3 separate regions of the Pan troglodytes genome follow, and regions 2 and 3 are each linked to region 1. Evidence: chromatin contacts called from public HiChIP or PLAC-seq data. All regions are on one chromosome and are shown on one strand. Each heading gives the region's core, a stretch centred on a gene start, on an enhancer-like site or on the middle of the called end of the contact. The rest is flanking DNA. Distances are from core to core; before and after follow the strand shown.

Region 1 (5,135 bases), core at 1,789-4,288:
TCAGTGAGGACCAGGGGCAGTAACCAGGGGTGTGGGCGGGGAGTCAGGGAGGGCAGGGGAGCCAGTGGGTGGCCAGTCAGCACTGGGGGGCAATGGGAGTGGGGGGTGGGTTCCCTTAGCTGTCTGGGGTTAGAGACCCCATGGGGCAGAGACATGGCTTGAGCCTCACTCTCTCAAGGTCACCCCCAACCTACTTCCACCTAGAACATGCGTGTGCGGAGCACGTGTGGGGACACATACTGCAGCAAGGCTGGCCGCCGCTTCACGGGGCAGGCCCTGGAGAAGTTCGTCCTCATCGACTGTGAGCAAGTGGTGGCGGGCAGTTACAGGTGAGCAGGCACGAGGAGGCAAGGGGGGCCTGGGGCTGCATCACTGGCTGGCAGCTCTGAGCTTCCCTCCACTCATCCATTCCTTCGGACATGGGCTGAGTACCTGCCATGTGCCAGGCATCATGCCGGGCTCAGGGGAGGGTGTCGGGGGCATCGGCCCTGGAGGAGCTCACTCTAGGGGAATGATTACTTTAATACCCTTGGTATAGAAAATGACTATGCCCATTGGAACTGGAGTGACTTCAGGGAACCTCCCCCAAGTCCATTTGACAGATGGGGAAGTTGGGGCCCTGAGGGCAGCCATGTGCCCAGGCCCACTAAGCAGGGCTAGGGCAAGCACAGACTCTGGAGTTGGAGCTCTGCCCCTCACTGTGAGCCCTCGTGGTGGTGGGGTTTGGGTCTAGCATGCTGGACCAGGTATGCACCCCTGGCTGTGACTCCTGCTGACCCCCAGGGTCCTGCACTTTGCCTCCTGACCCCCCTGTCCCTCTGCCCCCAGCTTCACCTGGCTTTGCAGCCAGGCCCACACTAGCATGGTGCTGCAGCTGAGGGGCCGCATCGTGGAAGACTTTGACCGGGAGTTCCGCTGTCTGTACGCTGAGTCGCAGCCTGTGGAGGGCTTCTGTGGCGGTGAGGACCCGCTGTCTCCCCGGGCACTGCGTCCTCCCCCTGTGGCCCTAGCCTTCAGGCCTGACGTCCCAAGCCCCACGTCGTCCCCGCCCTCCAGCACCAGCCTCAGCAGCATCAAGCAGTCACCACTTATGGGTCGCTCCTCCTACCTCGCTCTACCAGGAGGTGGTGATTGCAGTGACACGGGTGTGGTGTCCTCGTCCCTGGGTCCTGCCCGCCGTGAGGCCAGTGGCCAGCCCTCCCTACATCGCCAACTATCAGACCCTAACCACGGCTCCCCTCCTGGGCTCTATAGGGCCAACCTCGGCAAGCTAGGGGCATACCCATGGTCCCAGTCCTCCCCTGCCCTCAACCATAATAGTACCAGCCCCTTAACCTTGGCAGTGGGGTCACCTCTGCTTCCTCGCTCCCGGCCCCTCCTCCAGTTCCATCGGGGTGCCCCAGCTCTGTCCCGGTTCCCAGAGAATGGGCTCCCAGGAAGCCAAGAGCCCAGCCCCCTGCGGGGTCGATGGGTACCTGGCACAACCCTGGAGACAGTGGAGGAGAAGGAGAAGAAGGCATCTCCAAGTCAGAGCCGTGGCCAGCTGGATCTCCTTGTCCCCTTCCCCAGAGCCCGAGAAGTTGGAGACCCTGGCTCTGGGGTTACCCCCAACTCAGGCCCCCTTTGGCCTGGCGAGCAGGCCCCAGAGGACAGGAGGTTGTCCCCAAGCCAGGCCGACAGCCAGCTGGATCTCCTGTCCCGAGCCCTGGGTACTGGGGGTGCCCCTGAGTTGGGTTCCCTCAGACCTGGTGATCGGGCCCTGGAGGACAGGAGGCTGTCCCTAAACCAAAGCCATGGCCAATCAGACCTCCTGATGCAGTACCCCAAGGCCCAGGGCTCCAGAGTGCCCCTTGAAACCAACTCCTCAGCCAGACCTGCCAGACAGGCACCAGATGAGCGGCGGCAGACCCTGGGGCACAGCCAGCTGGACCTCATCACAAAGTTCGGCCCATTCCGTGGTGAGGGGCCTGGGCCCAATGGTCTCCCGATATCAAGCCCTGCTCGCACGGCTGGAGCTGGGTCTGGGGATGAGAAACGGCTAACTCTGGGCCACAGCAAGCTGGACCTCATCACCAAGTATCATCAGTTGCACAGGGCCAGGCAGGGAACTGAGCCTGGGGGTCCCAAGGGTGGCCATCTCAATGGTGGTAACAGTGACCTGGTCAGGGATGAGAAACGGCTGACCCTGGGTCACAGCAAACTGGACCTCATCACTAAGTACAACAAGTCCAAGTTCAAGCAGCTCCGAAGCCGCTTTGAGTCCTAGCCAAAGGACTGGCTTCAGGGGTGCACTGGCAAGGGCAGGCCCCTCCTCTGTCCACCGAGACTCTGGACTTGCTCAGGTCCCAGATTGGGGAAGGGAGGTGTCTAGAAACCCAGGTCAGACACACTCTCTGGGCTGAAGATTCTTGTGTATACACACACACACACACACACACCCCAACCAGTATCTTCTTGAATCTAGGCTGTGTTTCCAGCCCTGTGCTGGGCCTGTAGAGCTGACAGGTGGGTCACACTCAGACCTGGGGACAGAGGTGAAATGCACAAGCTGCTGGAGAAGGGGTCAGAGCCATATCAAGTTAAAGGTTAACCAGTTACAGAGGGTGTTAGAAAACAAAGGGCAGAGAGTCCTGGAGAAGGTGGAGTAGTCAGAAAACTTTCTTAGAGGAGATGGAGGTGGCCTTTGAGCCAGGCCCTGAAGGATGGGGAGGTTTTGGACAGAGGGAGGAGAGAGTTAGAAAAATTTTTGGTAGAGGGAATCAGGTGAAGAGATGCCCTAAAGAGGACTGAGTGGGTCTGAGGTGAACGAGTGAGGAACAGCAGAGTATGTGGATACCCGGAAACACACACACACATCATCATCATTATCATCATCATCATTGTCGTCGTCATCATCTTGCTGAGTCATCATCATCATCATCATCATCGTCGTCGTCATCTTGCTGAGTGTCTCTTGAAGTACAGGCTGTGACAGGTTGTGGGCCATTTTCCTGAACTCACCACTTACCCGGGATAGTAAACATGATACACATCAATAAAGGCAGACTTTATTGTGACTCACAGTGCCTGGTGTATCCTGAACTTTGAGGAGTTATGGGAGGGACACGTTGGGGGAATGGGAAGGGCACCATTCAGGCCAATTATGGGGAAACCCCTGGAGGAGGGTGAATGCCGAAGGAGGAATTGGGGGAGTCCAGGGGCTCCAAGTTACCACTGTGACATTTTGAGAGAACCCGGGGCTTTTGCAGATTCTACAAAATGTGGGCCAAGTTCATCCTGTCCAAGTGTGCAGCAGGGCCCTTGGCCCCCATCACTATCCTGGGGACAGAAGTTGGCTGCTGAGTGAGTGTTAGAGGCCGTGCGAGAGGTACATCGTGGAAGCCAACCAGCACCCACATCCTTGCCCACCCTGGACCCCTTTCCAGCCTTTTCCTGAGCCCCTGCTTCCTCAGTCCTCCCCTCTCTCCAGCACCTGCAGCCTGGCTGCCTTTCCCTCTCTGGCTGCGCTCTTTCTCCAGCTTCGGTCTGGCCGCACTTCTGCCTCCTGGAACTCTCTCCATGGGTAGCCTCTTCTAGTCCACCCGTCTTCAGCCCCTCATCTCATTCGTCAGCACTCCACTCCCCTGCTGGGCTCCAGACATGGACTTCTGTCCCTCAAGGCACAGCTGGACTCATCCCTCTCCCCAAACCTGCCCTTCCTCCGGCTTCATTTCGATCAATACCTCCATCATCAACCCTTCCGCGAGACACTCCTGGCCCCTCCTCTCCCTCATGCCTCACAACCGACCAGCCGGAGGTCTATGTCGATGACAGCTCCTGAATGAATAATGAATGAATGAACGCGAGCAGGCTAGGGGTGGGGCCAGGTGGGGTCGCGCCCAGACCGCTCGCGACCATAGAGTCCGCCGGAGGCCGGAGGTAGAGGGGCTGGATGCGTGGCGGGGAGCGCCGGGCTCTCCCGGAAGTCTCCCTGGACGGAAGTGGAAACGGAAACCTTTTTAGGGAGTCCAAGGTACAGTCGCCGCGTGCGCAGCTTGTTACTGGTTACTTGGTAAGCTGGTGTGAGGGGAACCTGGGAGGGTCAGCTCCGGTCCTGGGTCGGGAGGGGTGGGGGCCAGAGGATTCAGGGCCGGAGGTTCTGGTGGGGGCCCAGTGGGCGGGACCCGAGGACGGAGGGACCGGGAGGCCGAGAGGGGCGGGGTCGCGGCGGGGCCTGAGGGGCGGAGGCCGGGATACTTGGGAAAGGATCCGCCGGCCTTGAACTCCCGGCTCCGCCGCCCCTAGGCCTCATGGCGGTCCGAGCGTCGTTCGAGAACAACTGTGAGATCGGCTGCTTTGCCAAGCTCACCAACACCTACTGTCTGGTGGCGATCGGAGGCTCAGAGAACTTCTACAGGTGCGGCGGGAGCCCCGGGGCTTACGGTGGCGGGGAGGCGTGCGCAGGAGTCAAGAGCTCCGGCAGTGGGAGGGTGCCGGCCCCTCTGCCCCGCCACCACCGAGTCCATGTCCCTACAGTGTGTTCGAGGGCGAGCTCTCCGATACCATCCCCGTGGTGCACGCGTCTATCGCCGGCTGCCGCATCATCGGGCGCATGTGTGTGGGTAAGGCAGGTGGAGGACGCCGAGGGAGGGAGTGGTCTCCAAGCACCATTAATTACACCCCCGGAGGGAACCCGGAGTGACCTAGGGATTCCCAGGGTATCATCTATTATCTCTGGGCACTATAGAATCTCTCAGGCCAAGCGTCAGGAGATCGGGGCAACCCTCTAGCAAAGGCTGCTGGATAATAGTAATAACAAATAATGTAAAGTGCTTTCACTCCTGTTCTCATTCCTTCTTCACAAAGACACTAGAAGGTAGGAGTTACTGGCCTAACTTGACTGATGAGGAAGTTGAGACTTGACCTAAGTGACTCAGTAAGTTCCACACCTAGTTCCTAGCGTTGGAGAAGGATTTTTCTCTTTTTTTTTTTTTTGAGGCCAGATTTTTGCTCTTTCGCCCAGGCTGGAGTGCAGTGGCAAGATCACAGCTGTCTGCATCCTCAACTTCTTAGGCTCAAGTGATCCTCCCACCTCAGCCTACCAGGTAGCTAGGGCCACAGGCACGTGCCACCACACCTGGCTAATTTTTACATTT
Region 2 (5,135 bases), core at 1,003-3,502, 150 kb before region 1:
TTAGTAGAGGGTTGAACCAGAAAGAGCCTGGAGGCCTAGAAGCCAGTTATAGGGGAGAATCATAGCGAGGCAAGCAATGAGGAGGACAGGGCAGTGATGGAGGTGGTGAGGAGGGAGTGAAGGGAGGGATGCCAGAGAGGACTGGTTCAGTGGGAACAAGCCTGTTTTTAATTTTTTTATTTTATTAATATTATTTATTTACTTATTTTGTGTGTGTGTGATGGACTCTAGCTCTGTCACCTAGGCTGGAGTGCAGTGGTGCGATCTCGGCTCACTGCAACCTTTGCCTCCACACCCGGCTAATTTTTTGTATTTTTGGTAGAGATGCCTGCAATCCCAGCACTTTGAGAGGCCAAGGTGGGTGGATCACTTGAGGTCAGGAGCTCGAGACCAGACTGGCCAACATGGTGAAACTCCGTCTCTACTAAAAATACAAAAAATAGATAGGCATGGTGGTGTGCACCTGTAGTCCCAGCTACTCGAGAGGCTAAGGCAGGAGAATCGTTTGAACCCAGGAGGTGGAGATTATAGTGAGCCAAGATCGCACCACTGCACTCCAGCCTAGGTGACAGAGTGAGACTCTGTCTCAAAAAAAAAAAAAAAAAAAAAAGAAGGAAGCCTATCTGACTATTGCTTCTCCCCCGCCATCCTTCTTACAGCGTGACAAGTGTTGTTGTAGAGAAATGTACAGAAGGGGTAATTGGCTCTGTCTGGAGACGAGGAAAGGCTTCCCGAAGGAGGTAAATTTTCAGCTAAACTTCTCAGGATGTGGAGTGCTTCCTCCAGTTGTGGGAGAGAGAGAGGAGGATATTTCAGGTGAAGCGAACAGCTTTCCCCGCTGACCCTGTGTTAAGTTGCCCAGGGGCTCTACGGCGAAGGTTCCCCAGAGGAAGGGATCTTCCATACTTCAATGAGGCACTTTAAGAAACCCTTGAGTTCAGCTGGAATTCAGACCTTCCAGAGCTACCAGAAAAACATCATGTGGGAAATTGGTGGCTCACGCCTGTAATCCCAGCACTTTGGGAGGCCGAGGCGGGCAGATCACGAGGTCAGGAGATCGCGACCATCCTGGCTAACATGGTGAAACCCCATCTCTACTACAAACATAAAAAATCAGCCAGGTGTGGTGGCAGGGGCCTGTAGTCCCAGCTACTGGGGAGGCTGAGGCAGGGGAATGGCGTGAACCTGGGAGGCAGAGATTGCAGTGAGCTGAGATCATGCCACTGCACTCGACAGAGCGAGACTCCGTCTCAAAAAAAAAAAAAAAAAAAAAAAAAAAGCGTCATGTGGGAAATGGCTTTTCCAGCCTCCTGTAGGGGCCGCTGCTGCCCCAGACTCTGCCAGTCTTTTCTAAGAAAACTCAGAGGACGTCTCTGCCGGGGTGGTGGTGGGGTACACCCTGGACCTGCCGCCATCCAAGGAGTGAACTTAAGGGCGGCAGTGCCCCCAAGCCTGAAGAATATGCACTCAGTCAATGGGATTTGGGGGTAGGGAGGGGGTGTAGTGGGCACTGATATTTTTCAGTCTCTGGGTCACCACAAGTTTATTAAAATAAAAGAAAATGTGGGTAAATGCTGCCATCTGTGCTGTCCCTACTCCCAATACACACACACAGGCACACACACACACAGACACACATAAACACACACACACACACACACACACGCATAACAAATCAGGTCCCAGACTAGATGCAGGAGTTGAAACTGCTTTAAAAACACTCTAAGGACTTAACTACAAACCCACACTCCCCATGCTTCTGGGGCTTAAGATCTTTGAGCTCATTCTTCAGCATCTCTCCTCGGGAAAGTGGGGTGGGCTGCTCCATGAGGTGGAGGTGAAGACCCCTGAGTCTGCCCCGTGGAGGGGGAGGCCCCCTAAGCCTAGAGTCCCGCTGCGGGGCTCCGTGCCAGGAGCCCCCGTGAGCCATGGCCTCGAAAGGGCAGTGGTGATTTTTTTCACATAAATATATCGCACTTAAATGAGTTTAGACAGCATGACATCAGAGAGTAATTAAATTGGTTTGGGTTGGAATTCCGTTTCCAATTCCTGAGTTCAGGTTTGTAAAAGATTTTTCTGAGCACCTGCAGGCCTGTGAGTGTGTGTGTGTGTGTGTGTGTGAAGTATTTTCACTGGAAAGGATTCAAAACTAGGGGGAAAAAAAAACTGGAGCACACAGGCAGCATTACGCCATTCTTCCTTCTTGGAAAAATCCCTCAGCCTTATACAAGCCTCCTTCAAGCCCTCAGTCAGTTGTGCAGGAGAAAGGGGGCGGTCGGCTTTCTCCTTTCAAGAACGAGTTATTTTCAGCTGCTGACTGGAGACGGTGCACGTCTGGATACGAGAGCATTTCCACTATGGGACTGGATACAAACACACACCCGGCAGACTTCAAGAGTCTCAGACTGAGGAGAAAGCCTTTCCTTCTGCTGCTACTGCTGCTGCCGCTGCTTTTGAAAGTCCACTCCTTTCATGGTTTTTCCTGCCAAACCAGAGGCACCTTCGCTGCTGCCGCTGTTCTCTTTGGTGTCATTCAGCGGCTGGCCAGAGGATGAGACTCCCCAAACTCCTCACTTTATTGCTTTGGTACCTGGCTTGGCTGGACCTGGAATTCATCTGCACTGTGTTGGGTGCCCCTGACTTGGGCCAGAGACCCCAGGGGACCAGGCCAGGATTGGCCAAAGCAGAGGCCAAGGAGAGGCCCCCCCTGGCCCGGAACGTCTTCAGGCCAGGGGGTCACAGCTATGGTGGGGGGGCCACCAATGCCAATGCCAGGGCAAAGGGAGGCACCGGGCAGAAAGGAGGCCTGACACAGCCCAAGAAGGATGAACCCAAAAAGCTGCCCCCCAGACCGGGCGGCCCTGAACCCAAGCCAGGACACCCTCCCCAAACAAGGCAGGCTACAGCCCGGACTGTGACCCCAAAAGGACAGCTTCCCGGAGGCAAGGCACCCCCAAAAGCAGGATCTGTCCCCAGCTCCTTCCTGCTGAAGAAGGCCAGGGAGCCCGGGCCCCCACGAGAGCCCAAGGAGCCGTTTCGCCCACCCCCCATCACACCCCACGAGTACATGCTCTCGCTGTACAGGACGCTGTCCGATGCTGACAGAAAGGGAGGCAACAGCAGCGTGAAGTTGGAGGCTGGCCTGGCCAACACCATCACCAGCTTTATTGACAAAGGGCAAGGTGAGGGGGTGGGGTGGCAGGGGCACGGCTCAGAGGGAGGGGCATCTGCATGAATGGAGGGGCTTTCAAAGCCCTGGCACTGCCCTGGTGGGAGACACTGTGTGCATCTGGCCCGGGGTGGGTGTCTGGGGACACTGACACATATCTCACACATAGCAGATCCTAGGCTGCCCACACATCAGGGCTGGAGGGCACCTAGGAAGCACCAGGTCCAACGCCTGCAAGGTGCAGAGTGGGCACTAAAGCCTAGAGAGAAGACAAGACCTGCCAGTTCGTGGCAGAGTTGGAGACCAGATTCCGAGACTTGATTACTCAGTTGTGCATCTGTATCTGCTGGGCTGGCCGAACTTTCCAAGCTCCAGAGGTTTGTAGGTGGTCTCAGACAGCAGAGAAAGAAATGAATCTTGAGGTCCCCATGCTTCTGCAACTTTGCCCTCAGGCAAGGGGCTAGAGGAGGCAAGAGAGGTGCACACAGTAAATGGGGCATCTTGGAGTCATGGAATGATGTTCAGATACATGGGGAGGGAGCAGACCCAGGGCCTAACTCGCAGTATGACCTTGGGAAAGCTCCTTCTCACTTGGGGTCTCCGTTTTCCCATCTGTACACCTATATGGGGTTGGACAGGGTGGTTTCTGAGAGCCCTTCCAACATGAAAACTTTAGGTCCTGTCCTGAACATGCCTCATTCTCCTCATTAACTCCAGAGACTACCTGCTCCCCTCTGTCTCTCTCGGCCCACCTAATGTTACTGTTGCAGCTTTTCCTCTCCACTTGCTGTGTGATCTAAGCAAGTCCCTCCCCCTCTCAGGGCCTCAGTTTCTTCCTAGTGTGAAGAGGGAGGTGGGCTGTTGGTCGCTCAAGTTGCCTGCAGCTCATTTGCTCTGGTCCTAGGCTGGCAGGGTGGGGGAGGGGTCAGAGGGTGGGAGAGGCTCCTCATTAGAGCTGGCCTGGAGGGGGCTGCCAGGGGGCGGGGGAGGCACAGAGGCAGCAGGTCTGGCTGAGGTGGGGGAGGTGGTCTGGCTGCCTGCCCAGCCAGGGAAAGCTGTGACCCCTTGGGGGCTCATAAAATAAGTCCGTGTGCCCCCCAGCACTAAGGGAGCTTGGAGAGGGGGAGATGGGGAGTTTAAAGGCCTAATTAGTCACCTTCTAGAGCAATATATGAAAGCTCCCCAATGGCAAACTGCTATTTAGGAAGGAGGGCATGCTGATTCGGAGATACTACTGAGCTTCTCACATACACATACATAGCCTTATGTTTATACACACATGCTGAATCACACATGTACATGCATGCTGACTCACACACACATGTGCTGAATCACACACGTACACACGTGCTGAATCACACACATATGTATGTGCACACACACCTTCTTACATACACACACAAGATCAATCATGCATATACATATATGTGCTCTTCATAATAGTCACACAAGCCCAATCATTTATACATATAATGCGTCATTAACATATACACTCTTTCATATTCACACATGAACCCAATCACACACATGCATACAACTGTAACATACGCACATGCTCAGGAGAGTAGGACACATAGGCAACAAAATCCTTGCACTGGAAAGCCAGGAAAATTGGGCTGTAGGTCAGTGTGGACCAGCTTTGTCATTAACTTGCTGTGTGACCTTAGTCAAGTCACTCCCCATCTCTGCCTCATCTGCATAACAAGAGCACCAAGGTCTCCTTTAAGGGATGGTGGAAGCAGCTGAGAATTTGAGCAAGTCATCTAACTTCTCTGAACCTTGGGATTCTCCTCTGGAAAAGCGTGTATTTTTTTTTTTTTTTTTTTAGCCAGGGTCTTTCTCTGTTGCCCAGGCTGGAGTGCAATAGCGAATTCACGGCTCACTGAAGCCTTGACCTCCCTGGGGTCAATCAATCCTCCCACCTCAGCCTCCTGAGTAGCTGGGACTACATGTGCACGCCACCATG
Region 3 (5,135 bases), core at 1,402-3,901, 140 kb after region 1:
GAGAATTAATATGTATCAAGAACTTAAGATATACCAGTCACTGTGCTGAGAATGTTCACTTTCATTATCCCATTTAATTCCCAGAATTCCTTTATGGCCTCATCAATTTCTGTATTTTACAATAGGAAATTGAGTCTCAGAGAGGTAGGCAACTTACCCTGAGTCTCTTCACAAGTAAATGCTCAAGTGTGACACTTCACTGGTGGGTCATAACCTTCTAGAATCCAATATCATAAACACAGAGTGAGAGAAAGAAGAGTCCTGATACTTTCCAGAGGGTAAAACAATTTTTTTATTCTCATTAGAGAACTATGAAATTAGTCACATGAATTGTGAAAACTTAAGTCATGGTTTTATTTGTTCAGTGACAGTGTGGAAAATGACATCAAGCTAGAAAAAGAATATAAAGGAAAATCATGAGTGTTTCAATCTTGCTCATAAAGAGAGACCTATCGTTACCAAATCCAGGCAACCTGAACCCACCCTTCCTGCAAAAGTTTTATCCACACTAGAATTTTGAATGGGAGACAAAAAGATAAGCTATAGGATTTATAATATGGAGAAGGTGAATTTCGTCACAGGGAAAGGCCCAGGTCTGAAAAATATTTAGTCCCTGCGCTAGGCTGGAAACAGCCCCCTAAAGTCCAGGTCCTAATCTCTGGAAACTGTAAATGTTTCTCTATTTGGAAAAATGGTGTTTGTTTTTTTTTTTCCCTAGATGTGATTAAGTTAAAAATCTTGGAATGGGAGTTTATCCTGTATTATCTGGGTTGGGGAGGGGGCGGGGGGGGTCCTAAATGCAATTATAAATGTCCTTATAAGAGAAAAGCAGAAGGAGATGTGACACATCCACAGAGAAGGCGATATGAAGGCACGGGCACATACTGGAGTGATACAACCATAAGCCAAGGAATGCCAGCAGTCAGGAGAATCTAGAGAGGCAAGGAAGGGATTATCCCTTAGAGCCTTTGGAGTGGGTGTGGCCCTGTCAATAACTTAATTTTAGCCCAGTGAAATTGATTTCAGGCTCCTGACCTCCCAAACTGCGAGAGAATAAATTTCTGTTGCTTTAAGCCACTTGGTTTGTGGTAATTTGTTGCAGGAATCACAGGAAACGAATACAGTGCTCCTGTGTTGTTATCCAGGTCTCAGCTTACTGTCATCTCCTTTCCCTTCCATTTGGAAGCCCCAAGAAGAGTTTTTGTTTGTTTGTTTGTTTGTTTTGTTTTTTTTTTTTTGAGGCAGAGTATCGCTCTGTCTCCCAGGCTGGAGTGCAGTGGCCTGATCTTGATCTCGGCTCACTACAACCTCTACAACCTCCACCTCCCGGGTTCAAGCGATTCTCCTGCCTCAGCCTCCTGAGTAGCTGGGACTACAGGCGTCTGCCACCACTCCCGGCCAATTTTTGTATTTTTAGTAGAGACAGGGTTTCACCATATTGGCCAGGTTGGTCTTGAACTCCTGACCTTGTGATCCGCCCACCTTGGCCTCCCAAAGTGCTGGGATTACAGGCGTGAGCCACCGCGCCCGGCCAAGAAGAGTTTCTAAAAACATCCCAGGCTGGGTACGGTGGCTTATGCCTGTAATCCCAGCACTTTGGGAGGCCGAGGTGGGTGGATCACCTGAGGTCAGGAGTTCGAGACCAGCCTGGCCAACATGGCGAAACCCCTTCTCTACTAAAAATATAAAAATTAGCTGGGCGCAGTGGCAGGCGCCTGTAATCCCAGCTACTCAGGAAGCTGAGGCAGGAGAATCACTTGAACCCAGAAGGCGGAGGTTGCAGTGAGCTGAGATAGCACCACTCCAGCCTGGGTGACAAGAATGAAACTCCATCTCAATAAATAAATAAATAAATAAATAAATAAATACATCCTAATATTTACTGAGTGTCTCTTCTGCCAGACACTATGCCAGGCACTTTACATGCAATAGCTCACCAAATCCTCACAATCCTATTAACTAGGTACTAATATTATTCCTATTGTACAGATGAGATAACTGAGGCTCAGAGAAAAACTGGCAGGGTCACATCCTAACAGGTGATGAAGCTCGTACTCCAACTCAGGTCTGCCCAAATATAAAGCCCATACTTTTAGCCTCTAGGCTATATCACCTCAATCTCTCTGGGTTGTCAGGGATTTAATTCTGTCAACGGATAGCATTTTGAGACACTTACTTGGGGGATGTTTTCAGGGATGTGGGACCAAAGGAGACAAAGCCTGGCTGCACTCTGGCTCAACAAACTGAGCTATCACTTCCATCTGACTTTTTCAGCAAATAGGAGATAGCCAATCCTAGAATCATAGAAAGCTCGACCGAAAAGGATCTCAAAGATCCATTTGTTCAAACTCCTCATTATTTATAGACAAGGATGCTAGCCCCAGAGAAGGAGAGGGTCACATACACTGGTTATAGATGAGTGACAGAGTTGTAATTAACTGGATCCTAGATCTGACTTCAAATCCAGGGTTGGTTCTACCGCATGTCACACTGACCAAAGTCATGGGTGTTGCTGTGGTCTAAGGTGCTGACCAAATTTTAGAAACTTGGGAATAAGGGAAATGGAGAAATGGATCATAAACCTCCTGAAAGCTATAGTGCCCTAGGGTAGTCATTCATCTTTTTTTTTTTTTTTTTTTTTTTTGATATGGAGTTTTGCTGTTTTGCCCAGGCTGGAGTGGAGTGGCGCGATCCTCGCTCACTGCAACCTCCGCCTTCCGGTTTCAAGCGATTCTCCGGCCTCAGCCTTCCGAGTAGCTGGGATTACAGGCACCCGCCACCACCCCTGGCTAATTTTTGTATTTTTAGTAAAGACGGGGTTTCACCATGTTGGCCAGGTTGGTCTCTATCTCTTAACCTGAGGTGATCCATGCACCTCAGCCTCCCAAAATGTTGGGATTACAGGCGTGAGCCACCGCGCCCAACCAGAGTATTCATTCTTACCTAAGACATTCTACAGGGCTGATGGGGTAAGCTTCCGGTTTGAGATGGAGACTGAAGGGACCATGATTGTGTAACCACATCCCAAATTGGGAGGAGAGAAATGTCATGAATTCCTAGAACTGACGGGATTTCAGGAAACCTCAAGAGTGACAGCATCGGAAAATGCAAGAGGTTTAAAAAAAAAAAAATTGAAGTTTTGGACAAATAAATGTGAGTTGTATCTTATACAATCAACAAGTAACTGGTTTGGGAAACTCAATATCCCTAAATAAGGGAGCAGACCACCCCTCATATTGTCTTATGCCCAATTTCTGCCTCAAAGAAAATGCAGGAGTTAAAAGAAAGACAGAAGTGAAATCAGTAGTCAGACAGCCCCGCGCTGCATTCCAGGCCTGGTAATTAAAGATCGACCCCTGACCTAACCGGTTATATTATCTATAGATTCCAGACATTGTATGGAAAAGCATTGTGAAAATCCCTATCCTGTTCTGTTCCGTTCTGATTACCGGTGCACCGGTAATCAGTCACGTACCCCCTGCTTGCTCAATCAATCACGACCCTCTCACGCGGACCCCCTTAGAGTTGTAAGCTCTTAAAAGGGACAGGAATTGCTCACTCGGGGAGCTCCGTTTTTGAGAAGTGAGTCAGCTGACGCTCCCGGCCGAATAAAGCTCCTTCCTTCTTTAACCCGGTGTCTGAGGAGTTTTGTCTGCGGCTCGTCCTGCTAGATAATAATAGTAAAGGCTGAACATTTCTCATGCTTACCCTGCCTTCATACTTAATAAGGTTGTTGAAAAAAATGAGAGAATGCATTTTAAATGCTCCGTACAGTACTAGTACACAATAAGTGCTCAATACATGCTAGCTGTTATTATTAAAACATTAATTAATAACAGTAGTAACAACAGCCACTGACTTTAAGACACGTTGATCAGTGTTGCGGAAACCGTATATCCGAAGTTGCTCTTCGGCCGCGTTTCACTGCCCATTGCATTCTGGGGCTTGTAGTCCGGAAGTGAGAGGCTGATTTCTCAGCGCGCAGGCGCAGTGGCGCGGATCCCCGGAAGAACCCGCAGCAGCTCCCAGGATGAGCTGGTTGCAGTGGCTGCTGCTGCTGCGGGGGCGCTGAGAGGACACGAGCTCTATGCCTTTCCGGCTGCTCATCCCGCTTGGCCTCCTGTGCGCGCTGCTGCCTCTGCACCATGGTGCGCCAGGTCCCGACGGCTCCGCGCCAGATCCCGCCCACTACAGGTGAAGGAGGCCAGGTTCCCGCCCTTTCGCAGTTGGGGAATGGGAAGCGCGAACCGGGTCCTTTCCCTTTCCGTCCATCCCAGACCCCGACTTGCTCCGACCCAGCCGCTAGGTCCCAGGGAGAAATCAGCTAGTGATTCCCACTTTCCGCCCTGTATCTTGTTCTTCCCCCGCTTGTTGTTGTGTTCTTGCCCCATGCCTGATTTCTCGTCCCCCACCCAGGGAGCGAGTCAAGGCCATGTTCTACCACGCCTACGACAGCTACCTGGAGAATGCCTTTCCCTTCGATGAGCTGCGACCTCTCACCTGTGACGGGCACGACACCTGGGGCAGGTAGTGCGAGCGGAGGGGCAAGGGGCGGCCAGGGTCTGACTCTCTGGGCCTCGGCGGGCGGGTCAGCTGGGGCTGGTGGCTTCATGGTCTCCTCACCGGCACCAGAAAGCTCCCAGCTGAGCTAGAGCCGCGCTCCCCGCAATTCTTACTATCACCTCCAGGATCCACTTAGCCTCTCGCAGTGAAAAAAAAGTCCTGGATTAGCCGGGTGGGCTGGATCGCTGGGCTCAGCCCCAGCAGTAACAGGCATCAGCTGTGGGGACATAGGCAATTTCTGGAGTAACAAGATACCGTGGAAGGGCTCCAAGAATTAGAAAACCCACCCCTTTCATTATGTAGGTGGGCATTCAGATCCAGGAAGGAGTGTGACACTCCTAAAACTTAAGTCTTTGTAGTTGGTGTGCCCCGTGCCTGAAATACACTCTCCCCGTTTTCCTCCCATCACTGGCTGCTGCTTGTCATTCAGATCTCAGCTCAGTATCTTAATACCCCTATGAGTTAGGTGCCATTATCCCTGTTTTACACACGAATGTGCTAAGGTCGGGAGAAATTAAGTAAACTCAAAACTTGTGATGGTTTTTATTTTTTTAAGTTGAAACAAAGTAAAT

The links. HiChIP or PLAC-seq counts read pairs in DNA pulled down with a chosen protein or histone mark.
Region 2: a contact with region 1 is called in an H3K4me3 HiChIP or PLAC-seq map of stem cell-derived excitatory neurons, with 14 times the contacts expected there. The contact joins the promoter of GDF5 here to the promoter of EIF6 in region 1. A contact is called at or near these places in 2 of 7 Hi-C or Micro-C datasets (blood and stem cell-derived neural progenitor cells), 1 of 1 datasets of contacts at active chromatin or transcription factors (stem cell-derived excitatory neurons) and 1 of 1 other capture datasets (stem cell-derived neural stem cells).
Region 3: a contact with region 1 is called in an H3K4me3 HiChIP or PLAC-seq map of stem cell-derived excitatory neurons, with 2.8 times the contacts expected there. The contact joins the promoter of EDEM2 here to the promoter of EIF6 in region 1. A contact is called at or near these places in 1 of 7 Hi-C or Micro-C datasets (stem cell-derived neural progenitor cells) and 1 of 1 datasets of contacts at active chromatin or transcription factors (stem cell-derived excitatory neurons).

The regions. Positions count from the first base shown.
Region 1 is chr21:41,519,507-41,524,641 of NHGRI_mPanTro3-v2.0_pri, reverse strand. EIF6 (eukaryotic translation initiation factor 6) reads left to right here and starts at 3,038. Exons shown (of 7, transcript XM_001164516.7): 1 at 3,038-4,051; 2 at 4,285-4,396; 3 at 4,516-4,601. The coding sequence starts at 4,290. FAM83C (family with sequence similarity 83 member C) reads left to right here. Exons shown (of 4, transcript XM_001162969.6): 3 at 205-329; 4 at 829-3,056. The coding sequence ends at 2,266.
Region 2 is chr21:41,669,733-41,674,867 of NHGRI_mPanTro3-v2.0_pri, reverse strand. GDF5 (growth differentiation factor 5) reads left to right here and starts at 2,252. Exons shown (of 2, transcript XM_530287.8): 1 at 2,252-3,182. The coding sequence starts at 2,552.
Region 3 is chr21:41,382,514-41,387,648 of NHGRI_mPanTro3-v2.0_pri, reverse strand. EDEM2 (ER degradation enhancing alpha-mannosidase like protein 2) reads left to right here and starts at 2,651. Exons shown (of 11, transcript XM_514601.5): 1 at 2,651-4,194; 2 at 4,417-4,527. The coding sequence starts at 4,088.